Regions from separate parts of the Sus scrofa genome. Here region 1 is linked to region 2. Evidence: chromatin contacts called from public Hi-C data. All regions are on one chromosome and are shown on one strand. The core of a region is the stretch at or near the end of the contact, and the rest is flanking DNA. Distances in the headings are between cores, read along the strand shown. Region 1 has its middle 73 kb from the start of TPCN2. Region 2 has its middle 240 kb from the start of CCND1.

Region 1 (3,201 bases), core at 287-2,786, 160 kb before region 2:
CAGCTCAGGGTGACAGCCAAAAATGACCCCAGAGAGCCCCAGTGTCCCTTGGTGGGCAAGTCACCCCTGGGTGAGAAGAACCCCTTGAAATCACCCCCACTATACAGAGGAGGAGACTGAGGCCAGAGAGAGGCAGATGACAGCCTCAACGGCGACTGAACAGTGACGAGAGAACCGGGCTCGACTGGCTCAAAGCCTCTCCCAGCTGGACCTTAAGCTCCCAAGAATTTGTCCATCCCCCTGGGGTCTAGAGCTCAGTGATGCCTGGCTGGAGCAGGTGCTCAGGGAATCTCTGTGTGTGAATGGTGAGCAAAGGGAGAGATTCTGGGTTGGCCTTGCTTTCCCAGCTCTGCCCTGCTTCGTGCTCCCCCTTAGTCTTCCGGGTGGCTTGGGATGCAGGCGGATGACCCGGCCCTTGTCTGATGCGTGTGGCCGTGGGATATTGAATCTTTCCCTGGTTCCGGGGGCCTGGTGATGTCTGAACCCTGATAGGGGGGCCGGTGTGCGGGCCGAGTGTGTGCTGGCTGTGTGCAAGAGACCAGATTTTTTTTCAAGTTTTATTGAAGTATAGTCTGTTTCCAAGGCTGGGATAATTTCTGTGACCCAGTCGTACATAAACACATCTTCACTCTCGGATTCTTTTCCCACACAGACGATCACAGAACACTGGGTAGAGGTCTCTGCACTCCACGGCAGGTCCCCACCTGTCTGCTTTGGTAGCCATAAGTTTTTCTGTTCTGCAAACAAGTTCACTTGTATCCTTTTTTTTTTTTTTTAAAGATTCCACATATAGGCGATATCATATGATGTTTATCTTTCCTTGTCTGACTAACTTCACCTAGCATGATAGGTTCTAGGTCTATCCATGTTGCTGCAAATGGCATTATTTCATTCTTTTTTATGGCTGAGTAATATTCCACTGTGTATATACACCACATCTTTATCCATTCCTCTGTCAATAGACATCTAGGTTGCTTCCATATCTTGACTATTGTGAATGGTTCTGCAATGAATATTGGGGTGCATGTATCTTTTTGAATTATAGTCTTCTCTGGATAGATGCCTGGGAGTGGGGTTGCTGGGTCATATGGTAGTTCTCTTTTTATTTTTCCGAGGAACCTCCATACTGCTTTCCACAGTGGTTTCACCAATGTACGTTCCCACAAGCAGTGTTGGAAGGTTCCCTTTCCTCCACACTCTCTCCAGCGTTTGTTATTTGTAGACTTTCCGATGATGGCCCTTCTGGCTGGTGTAAGAAGATCAGCTTTGGATGGTGGAGCAGGTGGCACTGAGAGAGGGGTGGGGGGTGCTGGGAGGACAGTGGGGCTAGACAGAGGGTGGAGTCCTGGCTGGGACATGTCCCAGCGTTGTGACCAGGCAGTTGGGTTGCACGATTGGGATATGATGATGGCATTTCCCCCAAGACCTGTTGTGAGCAGTCCGTGCTGGAGACTTGCCTCCGTCCAGCAGGTGCCTGATCCAAGCAGGACAGAGTTGCTCGGAAGTTAGTCATCTCCTGCCAATGAATCATGATTCGACTCCGCTCCCTGGAATTTCTCTTGACAGCTGGAATACTTTTCTCATGAACACTGTGTCCACACCTAGACCCATGGCCCAGGCACAGGGGCCCCAGGGAGCAGGCAGGGTCCCATCCTCAGGCTCCTGTTTGTTCTCGGAGCCCTGGCGCGAACATCACACCAAGGCGTAGGTCGAGGTTTTCTGCAGGGGTGGGGGATGTAAAAATCTGTGGCCAGAACAGAATTTCCCATTCTTCCATCACGGGGACAAAGCAGGCGTGACCCCGGTGGGAAGGACTCAGAAAAACGGAGGAGTGGCTCTGTTCCCTCTTACTGTGCAACACACGTCCCTAAAACGTCATGATATAAAACAGCAATAAGCCTCATTATCACACCGTTTCTGGGCATTGGGAATTTAGGAGGCACTTAGCGGAGTGGTTCGGGCTCAAGGTCTCTCCTGGGGCTGCGGCCACGATGCTGTCTGGGGCCGGATCATCTGAAGGCTTGACCAGGGCTGGAAGATGTGCTCTCCCGGCAGCTCCTCGTACGTTTGGCAACTTGTTGCTGGCTGTTGGCGGGAGGCCTCAGCGCCTCACCACGTGGGCCTTGCTCAGGCTGCTCAACTCCTTACAGTGTGCTGGCCGGCTGCCCTGCCCGTCCCCGAGGGGCTGATCTCCAAGGAAACATCAGGAATCACACACCCGCGTTTCTGCAACATCCTCCTGGCTCACAGCGCTCTCTGGAGTGGAAGGGATGGCACACGGGTGTAAATACAAGGAGCTGAGAAGGATTAGGGTCTATCTTGAAAAACTCTGGCTACGACAGGGCCGGACAGGCATCCTACGGCTGGGAGGGGGGCTTCGTGAGCAAAAGAAATGTGTCTGAGGAGGAGGGAGAGCAGCCTGGTTTTGGGGAGTGAAGTGGTTGCGTGAGAGTCCAAGGGCTTAAGCGATGAGCTGTAGAATGACCAGATGGTGGGGGAACCTCAAAGGCCAGTCTCGACCCTGCCGGCCCCCCGGGAGACAGAGTGGCCAAGAGGGTGTCACCCCTGGCTTCGCTGATTAAGGATGAGGCGCCGCTTACTAGCTGCAGGGTCTCTGGGGAGTGACGGAATTGTGCTGAGCCTCAGTTTTCTCATCTGCAAAATGGGGACAGCAATGCCGTACCCTGTTGCTGGGAAGATTCAGTGCGTTAATGCGAGTTAGGTGATTTGCGAAAGAGCTTCTAAAATGGGCAGTGCTCAGGGGTATTCTTGAAGGGTTCGGGGTGTGTGTGTGTGTGTGTGTGTGTGAGTGTGCTGGTTCGTGTGTATGTGTTTTGGGAAGATTAATTCGGCAGCATCATGCAAAGAGACAGTAGGGAGAAGATCCACCTACCAGGCGCCCGGGGTGCAAAGGTTGCGTGAGGGGGAAGAATTGGATACATTTGAGGAGGGTTTAAAATCGGCACACCAACGGCAGCTCCACCTGTGTGGGGCTGTACCGTGCGGTGTTTCTCCACAAGCCTGGCGGAAGGGGACGGATGCCCAGCCCAGTCTGTGGTTCTTAGTGTGGTGTGGCAAGGTGCCCACTGGATGGGACTTGAGGAGGGGGCAGGAAGCAGCCCCATGGTCCTGCCAGCCCTCCCCTGGGACCTGCAGCTCTAAGCCTTGGTCTGTTCTCAGGGGGCACGTTTTTGGGAGAGG
Region 2 (3,373 bases), core at 397-2,896:
CAACGAGGACGTCAGGGCCCAGGGCTGCAGAGGGACCAGTGGGTGGAGGTGTTGGTGTGTCCAGAAGCCGAGGTGGAGCCTGGGGGTCTCCCCAGGGGCACGCAAGCCTCCAGGAAGGAATGGATGTTTCCATGCCTGACTGCCGCTGGCAATGGCTCTGCGGTCCCTGGTCCCCGATGGTCTCCTTGTAGGAATAGTGGACACGCCGCCAAATGAGAAGGTGCTGCAGGCCCCAGATGGTGTGTTCAGGGCCACTTGCAGCCCCCGGAGGACCCCCAGACACGGTAGAAGACCTGGTGTTGCATGGATGTCCTGAGCCTCCAGCCCGCCTCTTGGAGGGGAAGTCCCCTTGGCCTCCTCGCTCCCCTTCCCGAAGCTCCCCCCACCCTGTTCTCGGGAGGGAAACTCCAACGGATACCTCTACTTCCTGTGATGTTTCAACCTCTGGCTTCAGGCACATCCCAAGATTCCCGAAACCAGGGGCATTTTCTCCGAACCATAAGAGACATGGTGGGGCCCCCGGGCCACATGTCCTGTGATGGACACTTTTTCCTTTGCGCCTCCAACACCACCCTCCGCCCTGCTCTCTGCCCCAGGGGCTGAACCAGCGGATCCTTTCCTGGGCTCCCATACCCTCTGGCTTCCTGGTGGGTTTGGCCCTGGGCACGCTCTGGCTGCAGGTGTGGGCGGGAGGAGCGTGGGGCCTGGGAATCCACATCAGAGCCTCTCCCCTTGGGGGTCACCTTGGGCAGCTGTGTCCCTGGACTGAAGGTCGCATCTCCCTCAGCACCTCGCTCTCCAGGATTCTCCCCTTCCGGGCTCTGGCAGAGGTGCTTTCCCCTGGAAGGGTCAGCCTGGGCAGGGGGCCCAGGGGCCAGGGATGCCATACACTAGTGCCTTTGCGTGGTCAGCCTGGGCTGGGCCGGGGGGACAGGGCCTGGGGTGCCACACACTGGTGACTTTGCATGATCCCCTCCACTCTGCAGTTTTCCCAGTTTCAGCCACCTCTTGCCTGGGGGAACCTGAATTGACACTCGCCCCAACCTGCGGTGGCTGGAGAGGGGACCCCGTACCCCAAAGAGGCCTCTGAGATGCCACTGTACATGGGGTTGCCAGGGAGCACAATTGCAGCACCACGCAGGACCACCCTCCCAGCCAGCCTCCCCGAAAGTTGGGAGAAAGGCACAGGGAGCCCCGCTCAGAGGGGAGTGGAAGAGCCCCAGGGCCAGCCTGGTGACAGGCTGCCCTCGCCCAGCTCCGGGCCGGGGTTCCACCCTTCCCGTTACCACGCAACCTCGGGGTGCCCCGTTTTACCACTGAAGCTCAGTGCTGTCCCCAAGTTCCACAGAGGAGTCCCCCAGAGCCGGAAAGGCGCAGCCCCCAGCGCTCGCCCCGGCCTCCAGCAGCCCCAGCAAAAGGCTAACCAGGAGGGCGTGCTCCGGGCTCCACCGCCTGTTGGCTGCATGAACCACTGCTGACTCAACCCCGTAGGTTCCCAAAGTAGAAACCTTGTCAGATTCCAAAGATTAGCAGCCCCGGTGACTCACGTGTATTGCTCCCTAAGACACGATCCCAGGCCCTCGGGATCAGCCCAGCCATCGCAGAGAGCATCACAATGCCCAGTGGAATGCTGGGCGCCGGCCACGAAAGAGCCGAGCCGGGCCTGGCTGCCAAGAAAGGAGTTCCCACTAGGAAAATCTGACTCTAGCAACTTCTGCTTTTTGGTTTGGGTTCACAGTTCCTTGGCTGTGCCTACAGACAGCTAAGAACTCTGGCTCTGGGTTGAACTCCCCGGTGGGTGGGGTTAGGGAGGTTTTTGGTGGTTGTTACGGTGCTGGTGGGGTGGATGGCGGCGGTGGGGACCCTGGTGGGGGGGGGTGCATTGGTTTTAATGGTCGTAGGGGTGGTGAAGATGCTTCACAGCCTGAGCCTGAGAGCAGAGCACAGAAAGATCTGACAATGGAGAAGCCGACTGCTACTTACACTCTGGCGAGCTGGGCCACGTACCAGGTCTCTCTGAACCTCAGTTTCCTCACAATCAAGGGAGAAAGGTCCTGTCTGCCTCTTTGGACCATTTGGGGATCAGAGGGACCAAGACCTGTGAATACTCATGAGCGTGCAAATCCCAGAAGACAGACGTAAAGACCTCAGCGTGTGCCTGCTCCGCCGACAGGTACCAGAATCTATAGGATGTGTCTGCAGTGAATCTTGGCTCCTGCGATTTTTTTTTTCCCCTGTGGAACAGGATTCACCCCCTTCTTCAGGCAGCAGCACTCCCTTTCCTTCAGAGATTTTTATACAATTTCTCTCCCCCTCAAAGTGGATTCAGGGGAGCTGGCAGTCTTGGTATCCCACTTCCCCTGTTCACAGGGGTGGGCATACGGCCCAGGCTGGGCAAGCCAAGTTCTCTCTGGGGCTTGGTAAGTGCAATAGAGATGAGAGGAACTGAAAGGAGAAGATAGGAGAAAGGGGAAGAGGAAGAGAACCGCAGGGGCTTTGTTGAAGCACCTGGAGCCAGCTATACCTGAAGGTAGCCTGATCTAGCCCTGAACCTCCAAGTTATATAGATCATAGAACAGCCTCTGGGAGTTTGAGTTGGGCATCTGCACTTTGCAAACCAAAGAGTCCTTCCCTGTGCCTCTAACATTCTCAGTCTCCTAGAATCCCCAGGCCCTATCCAAGAAGGCAAAATTTGTGATGGGCTGCCTCCCAAATTTGAGGATAACACACTCTTGTCTTGTCAGACTCAAATCTGGCTCCTTTACTCCCTCTTTCCAGGGACCAGATGAGGACTGACCCAGCTCCCATATATCAGGGGACAGAGGTTGCGGTCTGTTGCTCCCCCCTTCCCTTTCCCAGGGGTAACCTTTACAGGGCAGCTCTGTTAGAAATGATAAAATGCCTTGACTACTTTTGCTGATTGTATTAACAAGACTCATCTAGACAATTCACATACTATAGGAAAGCAGGAGTGAAAGAGTAAAAAAACCGCTGAAAGCCACCTCGCTTCCACAGAAAACCCTGAACACCTGCAGACCTGCCTCTAAGTCTCCCATTTGCCATCAGCAGGTCAGACACCTGCTGTTCTGGAACTTTATCCAGGTACCTGCACGTCATGGCAGCTTCTGGCCAATGAACACGGCTCCCCGCATTGTCCACGTTGAATGGCTCAGCAGAATCCCATGAAAATACTGTCCAAGTCCCAGGGATGCAAATTCAGGTCATGGCCATTTTTTTATTTGACTATTTTAAACATCACTGCAGTGAACATATGTGTGTGTTCAGATGTCCCACACATCTGAGCATTTCGGTGGGGGAGTTTCCTGGAAAGGGAGTTGCTGCGTCAAAGAATATCAATAACTTAAAGGCATTT

What was found. Hi-C and Micro-C count contacts between places; a contact is called where the count stands out from the background.
Region 1: a contact with region 2 is called in a Hi-C map of embryonic fibroblasts, with 2.6 times the contacts expected there. The contact joins two enhancer-like sites. A contact is called at or near these places in 2 of 47 Hi-C or Micro-C datasets (embryonic fibroblasts and skeletal muscle) and 1 of 2 datasets of contacts at active chromatin or transcription factors (skeletal muscle).

Annotation. Positions count from the first base shown.
Region 1 is chr2:4,030,941-4,034,141 of Sscrofa11.1, reverse strand. No RefSeq gene overlaps it. Among named protein-coding and RNA genes, the nearest start is that of TPCN2, 73 kb to the left of the region's middle. Within about 2 kb of position 1,536, at least 12 of the 83 cell types and tissues checked have an H3K27ac peak or open chromatin away from gene starts, as enhancers often do. A contact at or near this core is called in embryonic fibroblasts, where this site is marked.
Region 2 is chr2:3,867,149-3,870,521 of Sscrofa11.1, reverse strand. No RefSeq gene overlaps it. Among named protein-coding and RNA genes, the nearest start is that of CCND1, 240 kb to the right of the region's middle. Within about 2 kb of position 1,646, at least 26 of the 83 cell types and tissues checked have an H3K27ac peak or open chromatin away from gene starts, as enhancers often do. A contact at or near this core is called in embryonic fibroblasts, where this site is marked.